Regions from separate parts of the Mus musculus genome. Here regions 1, 2 and 3 are each linked to region 4. Evidence: chromatin contacts called from public HiChIP or PLAC-seq and promoter capture Hi-C data. All regions are on one chromosome and are shown on one strand. The core of a region is the stretch at or near the end of the contact, and the rest is flanking DNA. Distances in the headings are between cores, read along the strand shown. Region 1 overlaps Gm35710 (a long non-coding RNA gene). Region 2 overlaps Rbfox3 (RNA binding protein, fox-1 homolog (C. elegans) 3). Region 3 holds the start of Rbfox3 (RNA binding protein, fox-1 homolog (C. elegans) 3). Region 4 holds the start of Engase (endo-beta-N-acetylglucosaminidase).

Region 1 (4,689 bases), core at 2,089-4,588, 490 kb after region 4:
ATGCATGATACCCATGCACACCTAAGCACACGCATGACAACATGCACTGGACCCTAAGAAGCACATGTGATGTCCCCCGGTCCTGGGCACTCCTAGCCATTTTCCACTTTTCCTGTCTCTGCCTGCTCTGGGAGATCCCAGTAATTTTATGCAGGCACCAGGCCCAGGGCAGTGTCCCCACCAGAATTTTAAGCTCATTGGCTCTGCATCACCTGAGAGACTTACAGTGACGGCTGAGAGAGTCTATGCAGGCTCTCACTGTACTCCATATATCTCAAAAATGCACCTTTGTTCCCTCTGAGTCTGTGAGTGAAGGATAAAACAGAGTCCCGTCCCACTGCCCTAGGTCTCAAAACCAAACTCCTGTCCCTTTAGCTGCTCCACCTGGCTCTATAGGACTAGCAACAAGCCATGTGATGGTTGAGAAGGCTCACCTGCTGCAAACGAGCAGGAGAAAGCCACCTTCGGGGATTCAGAGGGCACTCACTGAGACTGACTCATCCATACCTACTGTAGCCAGGGAAGCAACTTCCTGCCCCATTCGTCATCCTGTTAATGTCACAAAGAAGGGCTTCCAACAGCTTAACTACTCCCTGCCTGGTCTGGTCCCTCTGGGCCAGACTGTGACACAAGGCACATAAGAGGGGCAGTAGGGTAGGTCTTTGCAAATGCTGGTCATTCAGCCACAGAGAACCCATGTCCTGGGATAGCAGGACCCTCCATGGCTGCTTGTAATTTTCCAGATCAAGGATGTATCCAGTAACTCCAGTAGCTTCCTGCCTTGCCCTGAACCCCGGAACACTGTCTGAGGGGCCACATCAGTCCAGCCCCATCCCCTAAACAAAGATCTGGAACGTACCAAGAAGCCATGATGTTCGTTCCTGTGTGGAATCTGACTTTGGTCTCAGTTGGCTCAAAGCAAACAAAAGAGTCTATGAGCAGCCGTGCAGCTTCGAAGCTGGGGAAACTTCTGCTTAAACACACAAGGACATCTCAAGGGTAACCAGTGTAGGCCAAGGGTGTTGAGCTAGAGTCTCATTCTGTAACCCTGGAACTCAATATGTAGCTCAGGCTTGCCTCAAACTCACGGCAGTCCTCCTGCCTCAGCCTCTTGAGTGCTGGGATAACAGTTACGAGCCACCACACCTGGATCAGGTCTCCACTTGTTTGCTGGCTGCTGTCAGGGGCCACTGTAGGCTCCTAGTGGCCTCATTGGGTCCTCACCATGGGCATCCCTCAGGCCAGTGGCAAGGTCTCCCCGTGTTTGGCTACCATAGAACTGTATCTGTAAAGCTGGTTCTGACGAGAGACATGCAGTCAGCTCTCAAAAGCTAGGACTCAGCCGGAAATGGTGACCCCTCTGTAATCACAGCATGTCGGAGGCTGAGGCAGGAGGATTGCTGTGAATTTGAGGTCAGCTTAGGCTGAAGGCCAAGCCAGCCTAGAGGCTACATGAGACATTGTCTCACAGAATAGGGGGTTGCTGGGGTTGGGGAGGGGATGGAGAGAGAAAGGAGAGGAAGGGAGAGAGGTGGGAAGAAAGGGGTCACAAAAGCTGCAGGAGCTGAAGCCTGGCCTGTGGATAACCCACAGCCTTCTGAGACCCCAAGAGGACGTAATGGACAGATGGTCAGGAGGCCTCACAGCTCGCTACATGCCCGCAGACCTGAGCTCTTGCTTGCATTATTTACCTTCTAGTTAGAGAAAGAGGAAAAATGTAAGAGGTGCGCTCACATGACTATTGAGACCCAGAAGTCACAGCACCAGCTCTCTGCAAATGGACCAGGAGAAGCATGCTGTGACCCAGTGTCACCTTGTCAAGGGCCTGAGAGGGGTCCCAGCCACACTGAGCTTCAGGAGAGACAAGAACCCAAGTCACCCTTTCTCTGCTTTCTGTCCTGTGCAGAGCCCTGGCAGGTGGGACAGCGCACGCCCACATGGCAGCCATCTGCTTCCCAAGCTGCAGACCCAAAGTAGGTCCCCTCCAGGGACAAGGGCAGACACAGGCACCCCACAGCCTCATCAGGTTGATTGGGCCTCCCGCCTCCCCTCTCTGTCCAGTCTCTGAGCCGCAGGCTATGCAGAAGTCCAGGCTCACTCCACGCTGGATCTGGGAGGGCACCATGAAGAGGAAGGGGGAAAAAAACACTCTGGGACCAGCCAGGCTGGAGGCTGGGCCGGCACACAAGGCCTGTGCCAAGCCTGCAGCCGTCAAAGTTATTCACGTCTGCATCTGTGGGTGGAAGGCGGTTTCTAGAGGCCCCATTCAAAGTGGACCTGATCCTTTTCTCTTCCAGAAAGACCTGCATGGCTCCGGCTGTCATGGCCAGGCCCTCCCTACAGATGACAACAGAGCTCCCAGCTCCCAGACACACCACCTTCATCCAACGAGGAAGGATAGCAGTGCCCAAGGCTCTCGGTCACCATCCCAATGACCATGGGAGCCCTCTGTGGTGGCGCAGCTTGCCTTGTGGAAGTTCTAACCTCTGCAGCTCAGAACATGCCCTAATTTGGGAACAGGGATTTTACAGATGTAATCTCGAAGGATGAGCCTTTTGGGGTAGGGTGGGTCCAGGACGACAGTGCCCTTATAAGAGAAAACAACCTCAGACAAGAAGGCCAGGGTGGGTGGAGCAGAGACTGTGGTGATCCAGCCTCAAGCAGAGAGAGCAGCACCAAGGATGGCCAGCAGCTGCAGACACTGAACCAGGCAGGCAGATCCTCCCTGAGGCGTGAGCAGGAGCATAGCCTGCCACACCCCAAGTACAGAACTGGGCCTCTGGACTAGTAGCAAGTGCTTTCCTGCAGCCGCAGCCCTCGGTGAGAGGTTCATGTCGCTTCTCCCACGTAGCTAATAAAAGCAACTTAAGGAGGAGATTTACTTAATCTTCTGGCCTACGGGACAGTGCATCATGGCGGTAGGAACATGGGGCAGCTGGTCCTATTGCATCGGCCAGGAAGCAGAGGGTGGTGCAGGCTGGTCTCAATGTCTGGGAGCCCAGCCTGTGGGATGGCGCCACCCACGTTCAGGATGGGTCCTCCCCACTCAATTAAACCTCTCTGGAAACAATTACCTAAGCATACCCAGGTCTGTGTTTCCATGGTGATTGTAAATCCCTATCAAGTTGACGGCAAAGATTAACCATTACAAGGTGCGTTGGTTGCTATGGCCAACCCAGACCCTCACAGGCCTCTCCTGAGGCCCAGGACCATCAGGCATGATCAAAGAACAGTACACTCCCCTGAAAGCCCCAGGAGCTGGGCAGGGTCCTGAGCAGAGCAGAACAGGTTAGATCCCCGCTGGAGCTGGGGAGGGGAATGCGGTGTTCGGAAGCTGCTTGTGGGGTGCTCCCTCCCATAGTCAAGAGATAATCTCAAAGTTGGGGCCCTCCTCCCCAGAGGAGTGCCAGATCCATCGCACTGGATGTCATCAAATGTGTCCAAGGGAAAGGTGGCCGGGATGGGGACCTCAAAGAGGGAAGCAGCAGTGCAGGGTTCTTCCTGCACCTCCTCGCTCTCCTCACCTGTCTCCCTCCTCCCTCCTCCCCCCTCCCCCTCCCCCTCCCTCCTCCCTCCTCCCCCCTCCCTCCTCCCTCCTCCCTCCTCCCCCCTCCCCCCTCCTCCTCCTCCTCCCTCCTCCCTCCTCCCCCCTCCCTCCTCCTTCCTCCCCCCTCCCTCCTCCCTCCTCCCCCCTCCCTCACAGCCATCCTGTCATCATCATGGGTAGGGAAGAGGAAAAGAATGATGGCATCAAAGGAACCTGTCCCTCAAGCCCCCCAATGTTTCACACACCTCCCCTCACCCATCCTCCAAGTGGCAGGAAATGACACCACCCCAAGGCAGTGCACCATGTCCCCAAAGTCTCTGGATAATCCCCATTTCCCAAACTATTTCCTCAAAAGGCTTAAATCAGATGCTGTCTCCTCACAGATGGGCATGGCAGATGAGGTGGGAAGGAAAGGTGTCTTTCTATGACAGTAGTTCTCAGGCTATAGGTCGAGACTCCAATACAGATATTTACATTTCTATTCGTAACAGTAGCAAAAGTACAGCCACGAGGTAGCAATGAAAATACATTTATGGTTGGGGGTCACAACAATAAGAGGGACTTATGAAAGGGTTGCAGCAAAAGGAAGCCATGGGGGTAAGGTAGGGTGGACATCTGGAAAGGGTATGGAAACTTTTCTCATTCTTACCAGGGTCTCCGCAGTTTGCCTCTGAGTGGGAAGCTTTGGAAATGTCGCTTCCACCATCCACCGCTAAAGGGGGCCTGCTCACTCCTGGCCCCAGCATCCCATGTCTAGGTCCTCCAGCCTGCTAGGCTGTCCACGGGAGGCTGCACACACTGGCAGCATCTGGCCCCCACAGGCTCACACGTACTGTATTATTTAACACCCAACCTTTCAGCTTGCATGTGGTACACAATTTATGTTCCCAACCAAGGGACAATAACCGAAGGGATATTTGCAAAAAGCCACGTTAGGTAAATATTTCATGCTCGCTAATGTAATGGCAGGCATGGTGGAGGGGTGGGGGAACAGGAGGGGAGGAAAGTGCACGCCAAGGGGTGGTGGTGACAAGGGTCCCTGTGATCCAGGAAAAGAGCGTCCTGGTCCTGAGTGAAGGCCACAGCCCTCCTCAGGCCAGAGACATATAACCCATCCCACCCCCATTCTCAAGGGGCTCTGG
Region 2 (4,724 bases), core at 1,422-3,921, 260 kb after region 4:
ACAGCCCCCACCCCTCGGTCCTGTAGGCCCCTGGTTCCCATTCTGAACTTGAGGTTTCATTGCTGGCTGCGTATAGATATGGGTCTCCAGCTTACAGCACTGGGCGTGGGGTGGGGGTGGGCGGACTCTACACCCTGGGACTCTGTGGATACACACAGCAGCAGACTCACTCATTAGAGTATTTAAGAGAGGCCCTATTAATAAGTATGTCATCACTCCCTGCTTGCCTCTGAGGGCTCCATCCCAAGGGAGTTGTTGAGACATCCAAGCCACTGGCTTTGGTCCCAGGGTGTCACTCTCTCTGCCTGGGATACATGGTTCACATTTCTGACAGTTCTGTGGTAGGACAATCCCAGGCTGGCCACCAGGCTTGGGAGCCTCCCGCCTGCATCACACAGGTTGGTTGGCTCAGGGGTGGAAGAGAATAACTTCAAAGGAGAGAGAACAGGTGGGGCAGGAGGCCAGCTTTGATCCTGAAGGGCTGGGAACTCATTTCTCCATGTTACTAAGACACAGTCGCACATAGCTGAGGGGAAAGTGGTTGGCGACCATTAAAGCCTGTGGTAGGGGGAGCTGGAGGTAGGGTAGGCTCAGGGAGGGGATGCATTCATCCAGAGAGTGGTGTGGCCCTTGGACTTCCGAGTTCTGTACCCAGAGGCCTCGTCAGTAACATACCGCTTCGTACCTCCGCCTTAGTCTGGTATTCATTCAGGTAAACTACAGCACTGCATGACTGATTTTTTAAATTTTTAATTAAAAAAATTAAATGTATTATTAATTTTTTTGAGACAGGGTCTTACTATGTAGCTCTCTCTCAGAATTCACTCTGAAGCCCAGGCTGGCTCAGACTCAGAGATCTGCCTGTGTCTACCTCCTGAATGGTAGGACTAAAGATGTATGTCTCTACACCAGGGTTCATGTGGGATTCTTAAAACACTCTTGCCTGGGCTGTGTGGTCGGGTGGTCTTGCTGCTACTTTCATTGGCCCGTCCTCTCTACCTGCTGCAGTGCCTGAGGGTAGAGAACTACCAAGGCTTTGCAGGGTACACTTGTCAGTTTGCCCTCTAGGGGCAATCCTTCCAGCATTGCCCCCTTTAACCAGCAGGGGCTAGCTCAGGGTGCACCCAGGCAATGGGGAGCTACAGGGTGTGTGTGTGTGTGTGTGTGTGTGTGTGTGAAGTGTTAGGAACCCCTGGAAAGAGAAGCTTCTCACGGGGAGGCATCTTCTCACTCAGATGCCAGGGTGAGACACCTCTTTTCTAGCATGGAGGGAGATTTTCAGACCTCATAATCTCCAGCCAATTACACTACCTGCTCCCCTCCTCTTCATGCTCCCAGTAGGCTCCTCCACGTCCCTTTGGTGGTCAGTGAAGGATGGGGGGGGCGGTGTGTGTGTGTGTGTGTGTGTGTGTGTGTGTGGCCTGTGACTCTTCTATCAGTTCCCCCCTTCATCTCTCAGACTGGCCCTGGTTGGTTTTCGTGGACGTCAGTCTTCAAATCTCCAGCCTTGATCTTTTACACTGCCTCCAGCCTAACATCCACATTCCCCAGCAGAGCCACTGGGTGGCGCCACAGCGCCCTCCTCTCACCCTCACCTCCTGACCCTGGGTAACAAGCTGTCTGGAAGAAATGCTGGAGGGGAAGAAAGGAAGCAATTTAGACCCAGCACACATGGACTAGGGCTCCGGCTCCTGTGACTGAGGGGGACCTGGAGGTGATTTAACTTTCTTGGGCCTCGGTTTCCTCTTGTTAATTATGATGTCATATATAGCCCCCTTGTATCATGTTAAGGTTCAAGTTTATAACCAGACTGCCAATAAGATAGCCATGCATGGTGCTGCTTTTAATCTGACTCTAACTGACCACACCGTGTGAGCTGACATAGGAATAGACACAAGGCTATACGCATGCCAATATACCGTGCTTGCATGTGAGTTGGAGTTGAGGAACATGGAGACACGTGACGATCATTATGCAAGTATTTGAGGTGCCACACCGTGCTGTGCATCTCAGATTCACGACCTGTAATAGAAGCCTGGCCTGACCAGCTCTGGGCTTTGGATTCCTGGATCCCAAGCTCTTTTGCAGCAGTTTGCAGAGGATGTCTGCTGCCCCCTGGTGGAAGATTCTTTGCATAGCAGTGCTCCCATCAAGGCCGCTGAGGAGCAGGCTTCCCGCTTGCTGCCTCTGATTTTCACCTCAGTCTGCAACAGCAGTTGTTGTGAGTCGTGGCAATCCTTGTCAGGACAGGATGAGAGTTTGGCCGAGATAAATGGGACATGGACACTCCATCACGTCATTTCTCCCACCCCCTTAAGAGCAGCTGTTGGCCAGTCAGTGCTCAGTGGGCAGCGGCTGTCAAAGCTCTGCTTATGGCTTAGCAGCTGAAGAGGTTGCTATTCCCACTCTGCACCCTGATCTTGACCCTGGGCGCGGCATTTAACCCTCAGACCATCACAGGGCTGCGACCACATTGAAGCAATCGCTGTTCTTATTCTTAAACTGAGCCCAGGACCCCACTCCCTGCGGGTACCTGGACCCATGAACCAGCTGGTGTTTTGTGGCTAGCAGCCAGGCTAATCTTCCCATCACTTCTGCTGGGATACAGTCGGACTAACCTTCCCATCCATTTCAGGGCAGGGACTGCCATGTGACTTGCTTTGGCCAATGACGTGGCAGTGGGCGTGTTCTACTTCTAAGGGAAGTTTGCAGAACCAGAAAGCGGGGTGAACACTTTCCTCTGCCTACCAGCTGCCAGGCGTTTGCTTTATGAGCTTGGGCACTGGAGTGTGGTCACAGCGGGCCAGATTGAGGCCAGCAATCCACAGTGCCATGAGCCAGATATGAGCTAAGCTTATGGAACTTATTTGGAGTTGTTAGTGAGCACATCAGGGGACCTGCTGACGGATCCTTTACCCAGCTTCTCCGAGTAAAACCCAGTTCCTTCTCACAAACATAAACTTATTATATAATGTGCACCGCATCTGATGTGAGCAGCAGAAAAAATTAACAAGTCCAAGGTACTTTCCTGTGAACACTTGGAATCTCTAATGAGACGGATTTGGGGTTCGTAGTTACATGGTAACAGTAAAGGAGACTGGGGTCACTCCTCCTGCAATGCCCCCACTCCTACTTCTGTTCAACTTGTTTCTTAGAAGACCAAAGATGAGTCATGTCAAGAAGGGAACTGAGCCAGCAGTGCAGTTGCACGGTACACAACGCCACCTGGTGGTATTAACTGGCACAGACTGGTGCCCAGACAGCTGGCAGGGTCAGAATTGCCTGCACATAGATTATATGCAGACAGATCCTTCTGCTGGCGGCATGAACACCCGAGAAGAGGACAGAAGGCACTGGGTGGAGAGTCAGCAGGTGGGAAGAGGTCAGCATCACTTAGAGCTGTGGGAGCAGCCTACAAAGCCAGCCTTGTTGTCACTGAGACAGGAGGTTGGTGCAGAAGGTATCCTAGAACCAAGCCCGATTCCATCACTGGGACAGTGGGTCCCCAAGGCACAAGTGGCAGACACTATCAGGAAATCAGATCTCTACTCCTCTTCCTCTAGGTGCTAGGCTGAGGAGGAGGAAGCTCTGCCTGTTTCTGTGTACACTCCAGGCCTGAGAGGTGGTATACAGACCTCCCAGTGGAAAGAGTAAATAAAGGAGATGCACAGGACACATGTCTGCAGTACAAGGTAGCCTGCTCCAAGAGGCCTGGTCAGAGCTTTGCCACCTTGCCACGGTCATTCTCCAAGTCACTCAGCATCCATCCAAATGAAACAATCGCCCACGTGGGCTTTCCCTCTCATCTCTGCCACTTCTCCAAAGTGAGCCACACCCCCACTGCTGGGCTGTTAAGAGCACCGTATCACCACCCGCTAAGGCAGTGCAAAGTCAATGAAGACAAATCAGAGAAAAGCAGTGCAAGGACCTGGGAGCTTGACTTGTGTTCAGATGAGAGAGCCCGGGAAGAGCCATGGACCACACAACACTACAAGCAAGTTTGAGGAAGGAGGTGAGATCTTAGCAGATGCTACACAGAGAAGACAAAGCTCAGGAGCTGAGAAGAACTTTCTAGAACACCCTCAAGAATCAACATGAGAAGTGTCATGGCCACAGACATTCACTGGGCTGACTGACAGACCAGGCTGTCACAGCAGACCCACGTCTGAGCCTCACACAGGCTCTGCTGATCCCAACCTCAAGGGTTATCACCAGACGTCCCACGGTCTGAATTCACCTCAAAGGTGACAACCTCTGATCCTGCTCAATGGGTGCATTCCAACATGCCGACCCCTGCAAGCACAATGACATAGCAATGGCAAGTCCCTTGGAAAGTTCCAGAACCACGATCCAGCTAGTGATGGACAGAAACCGGCTCTGAGAAGCCCTGAGAGAAGCTGAGTCCTGAGTGAACACTGCCAGGCGTCCCCTCCCAGAGAGACATTGCTTGGATCTTATTCTTCTTGGAGTGGCTGGATCTGGCTCTGGGGTCCACACATCTGGCGATGCTGAGCCAAGTGGGGGCAGCAGAGAGCTACTTAGAGCATAGCTGGGGGGGAGGGGAGAGCAGGGAACTAGAGGTATCCTGGTTAGGTTTTTGTCAACTTGACACAAGCTAAAGTTGTCTAAGAGGACATCAGCTAAGAAAATGCCTTATCTCGGGAGGCAGAGGCAGGCGGATTTCTGAGTTCAAGGCCAGCCTGGTCTACAGAGTGAGTTCCAGG
Region 3 (4,792 bases), core at 1,282-3,781, 430 kb after region 4:
AGTGAGAGTGGGAGGGCGGGCAGACAGTTGGAAACGTTGATCTATACCAGAAATCCTCAGGGCTTGGGGCAAACAGCCTGTATGACCTGGCCAACCCTCCCCTGGCACTCAGCTGCCTCCCTAGGAGCATCTAATGGGGTCTGATGCGCCCCGCTTCAGCTCTGCCTCACCTCCCTAGCCTCCTATGGGTTCCCCCATCTTCCCCTCTACAGCCCAGTGTTCCCAGAGCTCCAAGCCCAGCCGGGAAAGTAGGGGTTAAGCGCTGCTTCCCCGAGTGTGCAGTGCGCTTAGCTCCCACGCAGGGAGGCCTCTGGTCCCCGGGGAGGGCGGAGGCGGCAGCTCGATCCTCCCTCTGGGCCCAGGGGAGCTCCTCGCCCGCGGGGGACGAGGGGCTGGCTCTGAGAAGGCGCCCCCTGCCCCACATGCCCACCCTACAGCGGCCCTGACCACCTCGCCAGCGCCTCTCTTCCACCAGCAGGCGCCTTCTCTACAACTTTCTCCCTTCCCAGTAGTCGCTCACCTGGAGGGTCTGGTTTTAATTAGTGTAATATCCCCGTTACCAGCGCAGCCTGATTAAGACATCCGCCCTGATCCGCGATGCGCACTTAATGAGCTCAGTCTGCCATAATGTTTGTACTTTTTTTTTTCATTATTTTTTGCAGACCAGTAAAACCAAAGCTGATTTCTGCTGAAAGACCTCATTACCCGAGACCCTACTCCATTAGCCCCGTACCTGCTCTGGACCCTAGACTCCCCGATGCGCTCCCGAGGCGTCCCCAGCTTAGCCGGCGTTTGTGACAGAAAATTAACGACCCTGCGCGCACCAGAAGGCACTTCACCTCCAGCCGGAGGAGGAAGGGACTTGCCCAGAAGAAGAAAGGATCCCTCAGTCCCTGTCCATAGCTCCCACTGTGGGTGTCTCGCACATCGAGAGACTACTGGCGCCACCGGCGTCCTTTTTAAAAGTGACCATTAAATAATTAGAGTGCGTCTGAAAAGCAGAATCCAAAAGGGGGAGCGGGGATGTGGCTCGGCCATCCTGGACCCTCCTCACCTCGCAGCCCACACACACTAGCCGACGTCAGTGAGCTTCGTGAACAGCCAACCAACCCCCAATCTCATGCAAGACCCAAGATCCTGGGTCTGTTCCAGCTGTCTAATAGGGTCTCAATGCCCCCCCCCCGTGCTGGTCGCGTCTTGCTCCGGGTACAGACTGGGTGCGGGACCTGGGTGGCCAGGACACTGAAGGGCTGCATGCCAATGGATAGGGGCGAAGCTTCATCAGGGAGCTCCCAGAGGACCGCCGGCCTGAAGCCACCCCCTGACACCTTTCTCCTGAAGAAGACAGCCCCAGGAGAATCCCACCACCTCCCGGGGCCACAAGTCAGAAAGTTTGGGCTAGGGTTGTGCAGGCCACCTTAGCAAAGCTTTCCCAGCCGGGCTGTCCCAGCCCTGTAGCTGTGCCAAAGCGAGCAGTAACCTCCGATCCTTGCTCACGCCTCTGGGAAGACTCGGCCCCGAGCGCCCCCCAGCTCGCGGACTAGAGAGCCCTGTGCGCCACCCGCGCCTGTTCCACGCGTGCCGCTATGCTGAGGGCTCTGGTCCTCCCGAGAGAGCCGAGGAGGACCTCAGTCCTCCCACAACTCCTTGAGGTCATCAGTCAGTCCCCTCGGCCGGCTCTCCTCCTCCTGGACCCCAGCAGCCCTCCCGAGCCTGAGGATGGCGAGAGTCGCACGCCGTAGCGCATCAGGGTCGCCAGCCGTGCTTCCAGCCCTGCGGGTTGGGGCCGCCTCCCTGATGCGCCCCGCGGGCCGGGATCTCCGTGCGCCACGGCTTCCCCCCAATCCTGGGAGTTCCCAGAGCCGGGCATTGTGCCGCCGCCGCCGCCGCCGCCGCCGCCGCCACGGGCACGCAGCGCGCGGGACTCCCCGGTGTCTCCATGGAGCCTGACCCCGGGCCTTCCCATTTACAAAATCTCCCCTCTGGTTTCCCAGGGGAGCCCGGAGCCCGGAGCCACGACCCCAGCCCCCGCACAACTCGGGAACCCCGACCTCGCGCGCAGACCCCTGACCCCCAAGGGCGCCACCCCATCCTCGCGCGACCTCAGGTCTGTCCCCAGCCACGCTCCGCAGCCCCGCGTCCTCGCCGGCCCCGCCTCCCACTGCGGGGTCCCGTGCGCCCCTCCCCGGGCCGTGCCCACAGTCCCAGCCGGCCCCTCGCGATGGTCGTGACCGAGGTGGAAGCCCAGGGTCTGGCTACTCACGGGTTCAGCGTTCCCCACGGCAGGTGACGGGGCCCTGGCGGCCATGCCCCGGCTGCATCCCGGCCGCCCCGGCGAGCCGGCGGCAAGGGGCGCGAGAGGCCGGGTTGGAGCGGCGGTGGCTGCCGCGGCGTCTCCGGAGACCACGCGAGCTGCTGGGGCAGGCGCCCGACTGCTGTCCGAGGAGGTTTCCGCCGGTTCCGGAGCAACGGCTCCGTGTCCCCGCTCCGCTTGCCTCGCCGACTCTCTCTCTCTCTCTCTCTCTCTCTCTCTCTCTCTCTCTCTCTCTCTCTCTCTCTCTCTCTCTCTGCCACCCCCCCCTCGTTCCTCTGGCTGGCTCGGCTGAAGCGAGAAGGCAGCAGGAGCACGCGGCGGCGGTGGCGGTGGTGGTGGCGGCTGCACGGGCGGAGCGCGCAGCTCGGCGAGGGAGGGAGGGGGCTCCGGCGGTCGCGCGGCCAGGGAGGGCGGCGAGGCAGGGAGGGCCGCGAGCCAGCTGAATGTGGCCACAGGAGCCCTGGAGTCCCAGCTCCAGCCTTGGAGAACGGGGATGCGTAGGCTGGTGAGACTTGTAGGGCACCCTAGAGCTCAGAAGGAGCTGGGCTCCTCCGAGCTCACCACCACCACCACCGCTGTGGTCTCACCTCCCCTTCCTCCCTCCCTTCTTCTGGGCGACCTCAGTGTAAGTCATCACTAGCAACACTTAGCAGGACCCCTGCACCCTCGTTCCACTGGGACCGGTTTCTCTCGCTCTGCCCAGGGGTCCCTAGAAAGACTTGGTCGCTGAATGGCAGGAATGGATGTCCCCTCCCCCACGCCTCTCCAGCTAGTCTGCAGCGCCCGCGCCTAACTGGCCACTGGGGAAGACCCTTAATAGGCCTGGAGTTCCATGCCTTGCCTTCCTGAGAATCACAGAGCAGGCGGGGAGGCAGGAGGCCTACCCTGGAACAGGACACAGGGAGGACACACTTGTCCCCGCTGATAATCCTATGGCCTTAAATATTTCCATCCAGGTCAGTTAGGAGAACCTAAAACCAGAAGAGTTCCAGCCTCCCCCTAACCCAGGGAAAGGGAGTCTAGCGTGGTCTGAGGTCCGGCATCTCTAGTCTTGGGAAAAGAAAGGGGTTGGGAGGCAGGCATTGCCTCTGAGCTGTCAAGATGAGACCCAGGTACAACAGTGGGGCTAGTTACTGGCATTCAGCCCCAGAAGTGAGCAAAGAGGCTAGATGATACCCAAAGGCTTTAAACTGGATCCAGATACTGTTCTATATGAAAGACGAAAATAAAAGACAATCACCATGCAGTGCCTGGACTCTGGGACCTGCACTCTCAAAGGACATTTGCAATCTAAAAAACAAAAAACAACAACAACAAAACAAACAACAACAACAAAACATGATTAAAAAACAAGCCTGATACACGTTGCTGGATGCTGTTTGTAAAACCATCAGCTTCTTGCACCTAACTAAGCTTCCAGTGTGAGGCACATACCACGGAGCCTGGGGCCCTGTGGGTAGGGCAGCTAGACAGAGTAGAGAAGAGGGAGAATAAGAGAGGCCCTGAGGTGCTCTCTGGCTTGCTGGGCTGCACACTGCCTTCCCTACAGAGTGAGGGCAGACGGTGTCCAGGCTGAGTGACTGTTGCCTTCTCAGGAGCTTTTAATTCTGCTCCTTCGGCCTGTCTGGGCCATCGATCTGTCTTGCCCAGTGGGAATCACGTGCTTTAGAGCACGTAAGCAGTCGAGTCCTGCAGCCGAATATAAATGCCTTGTCTCTGGCACAGTCGCAAGGGTCCCTGAAGCGGCCCTAGCCCCAAATTTGAGATGGCACAGTTCTGCCCCCATGGACCAACTGTTTCTCTCTGTGTGGCCTGGTGATCCAAGCTTTCATGGCATGGGACTGCTGGCTAGGCCCATCCACACCAATCTCTAGGCTGTCTTGCCTCTCTGGGCCAACGGTGAGTCCCTCCTGGTTCTTCTGTCCTGAGAGCCCTTCCCGTCTGGTCCAGTTCCCACTGCCCTTCTGATCCCTCTCTTAGAACCCTCCCAGAGACCAAGGTCTGCTTCCCCATACTGCACTGCACAAGCTGTGAGCTTCAAGTGGAAGGGCTCAGGACTGAAACTCTAGTCACACACCCACCTCTGGAGGCCATTCCCAAAAAGGTCTGCAGGTGGCACCAAGCCTTCTTCCAGTCTCCAGACAGGTTCCAGCCAAACAGCACAGTCAGCCACTCAGAAAGCCTGGTACTAAAATGAAGCAGGCACCTGTAGCCAAGGGGCAGCCATGTGGCCTGTCTAGTAGGTTATCCCTCGAGAACAGAGCCCAGGGCATATGTCCCGTGGACTCAGAGGTCATCAAAGGGTCTGCCCAGAAAAGGATGGCAGGGCCTGTGAATGTATTTCTATGCTGAGATTAACAAGGATGTTATTTTTAGATTGTGTGTGTGTGTGTGTGTGTGTGTGTGTGTGTGTGTGTGTGAGCACACAAGCCAAGTGAGTGTAATGCCCTCAGAAGCCAGAAGAGGAAATCAGATCAG
Region 4 (5,176 bases), core at 543-3,042:
CCCGCGCCCGGCAGCCAGCAGGAAGCAAGGCAAGAGAAGTGCAGTGCTCGCTCAGAGCAACAGACTCTTGGCCTTCCACACTGGCCCTCAGTTTCCATGCTTCTCCTTCTTCTGGTCTTTGGAGCATTATGGGGACTGAGAGGGAAAGGGCGAGACAGTGTTAGGCTGTGTTATGGGATGCTGTCCTCTGGGCATGACACAACTATCGTCATCTAAATTGATCCCCCGCTCACGATACTTTCACAAGACTGGCCTATCATCATGCCCTTGTAGAAGGAGTGGGGAGTTGGGGGTCAGGTCATCAGACCCTAAACTGAGAATTCAACCAGTTCTTCTTTTCCACTCATGACCCTGTCCTAGATGCACAGGTCTTGGAGGGGGGGCACCTAGAGTACAGAGGCAGGGAGTTGGGAGGTGGAGGGACGATCTACACAGCTTTCAAGATAGTTGTGTTTGCTCCACAAGGCGTTATAGTAGATGACTGTGTTTGGGCTTGTGACCTGCTACCTTCTCTCTGTCGCAGCCCCACACAGAGCTTCCCTCCCCACCCTGGGTCAGTGGGAAGAGGTGTCCTGCCAACTGTGTCCCACAGATCAGAGTGTCCTGCTCCCCAGCGTCCCTTCCCTGGCCGACTGGCCAACAGGCAATGTAACCAGGGCCTATATTCAACCACCTTAGTCACCATCCCCACCCTTGGCGTTTATGGATGCTTGGGGCCTCATAAAGCTCAAAGCCTGTAAACAGTAATAAAGAGGCCCAGAGAACTTGGCTTGGGCAAGCTGCTGTGGGGCCAGAAGCTGCAAGCTGCAGAGGGGTATTGGGCTCAGGGAGGAGAAGCCATTTCCTCGTCTTCTGGCATTTCTGCTCACCGCTCTGAACACAGGACCATCAAGGTTACTGTGAATCTCTTCTGTGCCCAGGTACTGTGGGAGGTGCCCTCTGGCAGATGCAGCTTCCTGGACCCTGAATACTTGAGAGGATTTATTTCCTGCAGAACACAGGCTTAAGAGTAAGAAGAATGCATTCAGGGGAAAACTATCCATGCTCACCATGCTGACCACCCTACAGGACAGATGGAAACAGTCCCTCCAGGTCAGCAGCACTGCCCCCATCTCTCCACCTGCCTTTACTCCTAGGTTTCCCATCGTACCTGGCTATAGCATCCCATGGAGCCCTGCCTCAAGCTGGTTATAACACCTCTTTCTTTTGTTCATTAGTAAGAAAAGACAATCGTCAGCCTGTGTTGGTTATCCAATTCCAAACGGTCAGCCCTGAAAACATTTGCATACAAGTAACATTAAAGGGACCGAACAGGTTGTGTTTATATATACACACACGTAGATGACAAACATTAAAGAAGTAAAAATCATGAATTTGAGAGAGATTGGATGAGGTACACAGGAACTATTGGAGGGAGGAAAGGGAAGGGAAACATGTAATTATATTTTAATTTCTTAAAAAAAGCAGAATATTACAGGTGCCTGTAATATTAGATCCCATCCAGGAATCCAGGGATCCAAGGAGCCAGGGACCCAGGGAAGCTAGGCCACCAGTCTCTGTGGCCCAGTTCCAGGGCTCATTGCTAACGTGTACCGACTTGGTTGTCGCTGGCAGATTGTTTCATTCGTCTGGAAAGAAAACTTCGTGGCTAACTCTAAATAACACTTTTTTGGGTCTCAGAACCTTGGGCTCAGGATCCACGCAGCCCCGCCTTTCTCCTAGACCCCGCCCATCAGGTCCCGCCCCGTCTCTCCGGTTATTTAACTCAGGCTCTACACCCGCCGCTTGCAGAACGTGGACAGATCCTAGCCGGAACTCGGTGCGAGCCAACCGCGGCGCTGCACACTCACCATTGGCTGAGAGCTGCGGCAGGGGCAGGCCCAGGCTTGCGATTGGCTGTTGGAGCAGTGTCTGGAGGGCTTAGCGGTCGGCAGTCGCTGACAGTCATGGAGACCTCGTCGGTGCTGACCCGGGGAGCTGCAAGGCAGCGGAGCCCCGCGGCCCCGGAGAAGCAGGCGCGGGACCAGACGGAGCGGAGGCCGGGGCGGCGGAGGCAGGGGCGGAGGTGCGCACGGCTGGGCTGAGCTCCAGGTCTGGGCTTGGGGTGGCCATGCTGCCTGTCGTGCAGCGCGACACTGTCTGTCGCTTGCGGACAAACCTACGTCCCTCCATCCTTCTATCCCCGGTCGCAGACGGGCCACCCGAGCAAGTTAGCAGCTCCCTTGTTCCTAACCTATGACGGACCCTGTCCCAGCCCATCGGGATCTCGTTCTGGCAGTCTGGCGCCAAGGCTACTGCACCTTCCTTTGGCCCTATAGATTAGGCAATCCCGAACATGGATGGCTTTCTGTTCGTGTAATATTTGAACTGAATCTTTAGGGACGAGGACTGTACTAGGTGGATCAGAATGAGCAAAGGCACAAAGGCAAAGAAGTGGACAGACATACCCCCCTGGTCCAGGGTTGTAACCCCGTGGTCGGTGGGACACTGGGAAAGGTATCAGCACAAACTTGATGTGTCCTGCTTCGTTTTTAAACCCACAGCAGTGAGACAGATGGGCTATTCAGACTTTAGGATGGTTGCTGACCGACGGGAAAGGTATTTGTGGGTAGAAGCCATCCTAAGAGGTCCTTTTCCTTCTTACTGGAGGGACATTCAGGTGACAGGTGGGCATGGGCAGACGGGATGACTTTGAGTTCCTTTGGGTGCAGCTGAAGGATAAAGGAGTCAGCCAGGGGGGCGCCATCTGGAAGAGGAGTATTTGGTGGTGAGATTTCAAAGGCGGGTGTTTTGCATGGCCTGATGACACAGGCCTTTAATTCCAACTCCTTGATGGGGTGAGGCAAGAGGATCACAAGTTTGAGGCCCCAACCTGGTGTAGTGAGGCCACATCGCAAAAATTAAAATGGAAGGTCTTGAGAGAGATTCATGGCAGAGCACTTGCCTAGGATGTAGGAAGTTCTGGGTTTGAGCCCCTAGCACCACAAGAAAAAGATGACGTCTCCATTTTAGCCTGCTACTGTCTGGCCATCCCCGCAGTTCCAAAGGCTCCTCAGTTTACTTACAGAGGGACAGTGTGATTGATGGCAGAACCTGAGGAGGGAGCTCAAGTCATTCCTGATGGCCTCAGGCCCTGGGGGCTTTTAAGGATGCCAGCTTGGATAACTGTGTACCTAAATGGCTACTATAGTGTCACCTCACTACTCTTTAAAGGATACTTTGAAACATATTAACAAATGAACAGTTTCTGATTTTGCTGTACTCAGACTTTGCAACTTCATGAAGCCAATGTAGTTATTCCTTGTATTATTCAGTTGCTGAAGATGGGGGGGGGGAAGGGGGCGGTGATTTTGCTGGTACTCGAAGACCATATCCCTTGGCCAGAGAAGGCCTGTGGTTCTAGGAAGTGTTTAACTTGGGGGTTTCACCTGTTGGGTGGGGCTGTCATTGGCGTCTGTCCAAGCACGAGCAGGCCTTAGTTGCTAATAAAGAAGATGAACCCCAGATCCCCTTTTTCTGGTGCCGTGCATGCCTCTGGTGTGTATTTTATAAGCCATGTCCTGTGTTATTTAGCCATTTGCTTCCAGCAGTTATTTACCCTGTGGGTGCCTGCGAGTGTAGCTCACCTACCATGTGCAGAGCAGAGCCCTAGTTCAATCACCAGTATAAATGGGGGACTGTGGCAGAGCACCCCTCTAGTCCCAGCTCTTAGAAGGTGGTAGGACAGAGATCAGAAGTCAGTGTCACCCTTGACTACACAGTTCCAGATTGACCTGGGCTACATAAGACTTTGTGTCAAAAAACAAGAGCAAATCAATCTTTTAAAACCCACCCTTTGCCTAGGATCAACGAGGATCAAGAGGAGGAAGCAGTCTTTAGAGAGGTGGTCAGTTTCACCCCGGATCCTTTACCAGGTGAGGTGACCAAAGTCCCCACTCATGTCCCTTCCTGGCCATCGCAGTCCCCACTCCCCTCTCTGTCAGAGAGGAAGAGTATGTTCGAGTCCCCTGATTTCCATATTCCTAACGGTTCTCTCCGTGGACCAGCTAGATATTATGACAAGGATACTACCAGACCTATCAGCTTTTACCTGTCGACGCTGGAGGAGCTCCTGGCCTGGACCCCGCTCATGGAGGATGGCTTCAATGTAGCCCTGGAACCCCTGGTGTGTCGCCGGCCTCCACTCAGCAGCCCCAGGCCCCGGACCCTGCTGTGCCACGACATGATGGGTGGTTACCTGGAGGACAGGTGAGGCTCTGGTGCAGTGCTGGTCTTATTACTGGCCATCCCGGGATGGAAGAAGGTAGAGAGCAGTCCTAGAGCCCTGGACGGAGTTATGGAAGCAGGTCCCAGATGGGCCTCTGACAGCTCAGGGAGAGAAACTCAGTCCCAGGTTAACCTTCCTGTGGCAGAAGCAATATGGAATTGGGCGAGCTCTCGTCTGCTTTAGCCGCAGACAGCTAGTCCCTCAGGCTGCCCCGGAAGAGAATCACCTTCTGGCCCAGCAGCCTCATTCTCATCTCATTTGTCTGTTGTGCTTCCCCTAGGCTCTGTCCTGGTTTGGGCCTCTTGCCCTGGCTTCCTGTGCTCTCTCCCGCCTCACTCTCCTAGCTATGCACGAGCTAGCTAGAGAGACATTTTTTTTTTTTTTTGGTTTTTCGAGACAGGGTTTCTCTGTATAGCCCTGGCTGTCCTGGAGCTCACTCTGTAGACCAGGCTGGCCTCGAACTCAGAAATCCGCCTGCCTCTGCCTCCCCAGTGCTGGGATTAAAGGCGTGCGCCACCACGTCCGGCTTAGAGAGACATTTTTAACATCTATTGAACACTCTCGGACAGGATGATTGATGGGAAGCTGAGTCAGACCCAGCTACCCAGCCAGGGGGTGTGGCCAACCTGTAGATCCAGGGACATGGCCCTGAGGGCAGTGCTGACCCTGTGCAGGGACCGGAAGCCTGAGACAGGGCCTGTGTGTGCACAGCCTTCCTGCTTCCTGCGCCTTCATCTGCTCACAGAGGCCAAATGCTGTCTGTGCATTTCCGTGGCCGGTGCTAACTCCCTGGTCTGTGAATGAGCTTTCCTCCCCAAACACGCCACGATTTATTTTAGAGACTGGGTTTTGCTGTGTAGTTTGGTCTGGTATAGAACTCACTATGTAGCTCAGATAGCTCCTAACTCC

Evidence for each region. Promoter capture Hi-C pulls out the DNA fragments that hold promoters and counts their contacts. HiChIP or PLAC-seq counts read pairs in DNA pulled down with a chosen protein or histone mark.
Region 1: a contact with region 4 is called in a promoter capture Hi-C map of hippocampal neurons, with 2.8 times the contacts expected there. The contact joins the enhancer-like site here to the promoter of Engase in region 4. A contact is called at or near these places in 5 of 39 promoter capture datasets (the 3T3-L1 cell line, 3T3-L1-derived adipocytes, frontonasal cranial neural crest and 2 more), 1 of 484 Hi-C or Micro-C datasets (embryonic fibroblasts) and 4 of 115 datasets of contacts at active chromatin or transcription factors (astrocytes, embryonic basal ganglia, embryonic forebrain and 1 more).
Region 2: an H3K4me3 HiChIP or PLAC-seq map of embryonic basal ganglia shows a contact between it and region 4, with 4 times the contacts expected there. The contact joins the enhancer-like site here to the promoter of Engase in region 4. A contact is called at or near these places in 8 of 39 promoter capture datasets (the 3T3-L1 cell line, 3T3-L1-derived adipocytes, the SN4741 cell line and 4 more), 2 of 15 datasets of contacts at CTCF or cohesin (the NIH/3T3 cell line and embryonic stem cells), 3 of 484 Hi-C or Micro-C datasets (cerebral cortex and embryonic stem cells), 12 of 115 datasets of contacts at active chromatin or transcription factors (T-cell acute lymphoblastic leukemia, embryonic basal ganglia, embryonic forebrain and 6 more) and 1 of 9 other capture datasets (adipose tissue).
Region 3: a contact with region 4 is called in an H3K4me3 HiChIP or PLAC-seq map of neural tube, with 3 times the contacts expected there. The contact joins the promoter of Rbfox3 here to the promoter of Engase in region 4. A contact is called at or near these places in 4 of 39 promoter capture datasets (the 3T3-L1 cell line, embryonic stem cells and hippocampal neurons), 6 of 115 datasets of contacts at active chromatin or transcription factors (embryonic basal ganglia, embryonic forebrain, embryonic hindbrain and 3 more) and 2 of 9 other capture datasets (embryonic stem cells and pancreatic islet).

Annotation. Positions count from the first base shown.
Region 1 is chr11:118,962,188-118,966,876 of GRCm38.p6, forward strand. Gm35710 (a long non-coding RNA gene) reads right to left here. Exons shown (of 6, transcript XR_880341.2): 4 at 4,197-4,689. Among named protein-coding and RNA genes, the nearest start is that of Gm35710, 19 kb to the right of the region's middle. Within about 2 kb of position 3,339, at least 20 of the 459 cell types and tissues checked have an H3K27ac peak or open chromatin away from gene starts, as enhancers often do. A contact at or near this core is called in hippocampal neurons, where this site is marked.
Region 2 is chr11:118,736,955-118,741,678 of GRCm38.p6, forward strand. All of the region lies in intron 2 of Rbfox3 (RNA binding protein, fox-1 homolog (C. elegans) 3), which reads right to left. Among named protein-coding and RNA genes, the nearest start is that of Gm11750, 46 kb to the right of the region's middle. Within about 2 kb of position 2,672, at least 43 of the 459 cell types and tissues checked have an H3K27ac peak or open chromatin away from gene starts, as enhancers often do. A contact at or near this core is called in embryonic basal ganglia, forebrain and neural stem cells, where this site is marked.
Region 3 is chr11:118,907,041-118,911,832 of GRCm38.p6, forward strand. Rbfox3 (RNA binding protein, fox-1 homolog (C. elegans) 3) reads right to left here and starts at 2,532. Exons shown (of 15, transcript NM_001039167.1): 1 at 2,264-2,532.
Region 4 is chr11:118,475,040-118,480,215 of GRCm38.p6, forward strand. Engase (endo-beta-N-acetylglucosaminidase) reads left to right here and starts at 1,793. Exons shown (of 14, transcript NM_172573.3): 1 at 1,793-2,065; 2 at 3,844-3,914; 3 at 4,047-4,248. The coding sequence starts at 1,947.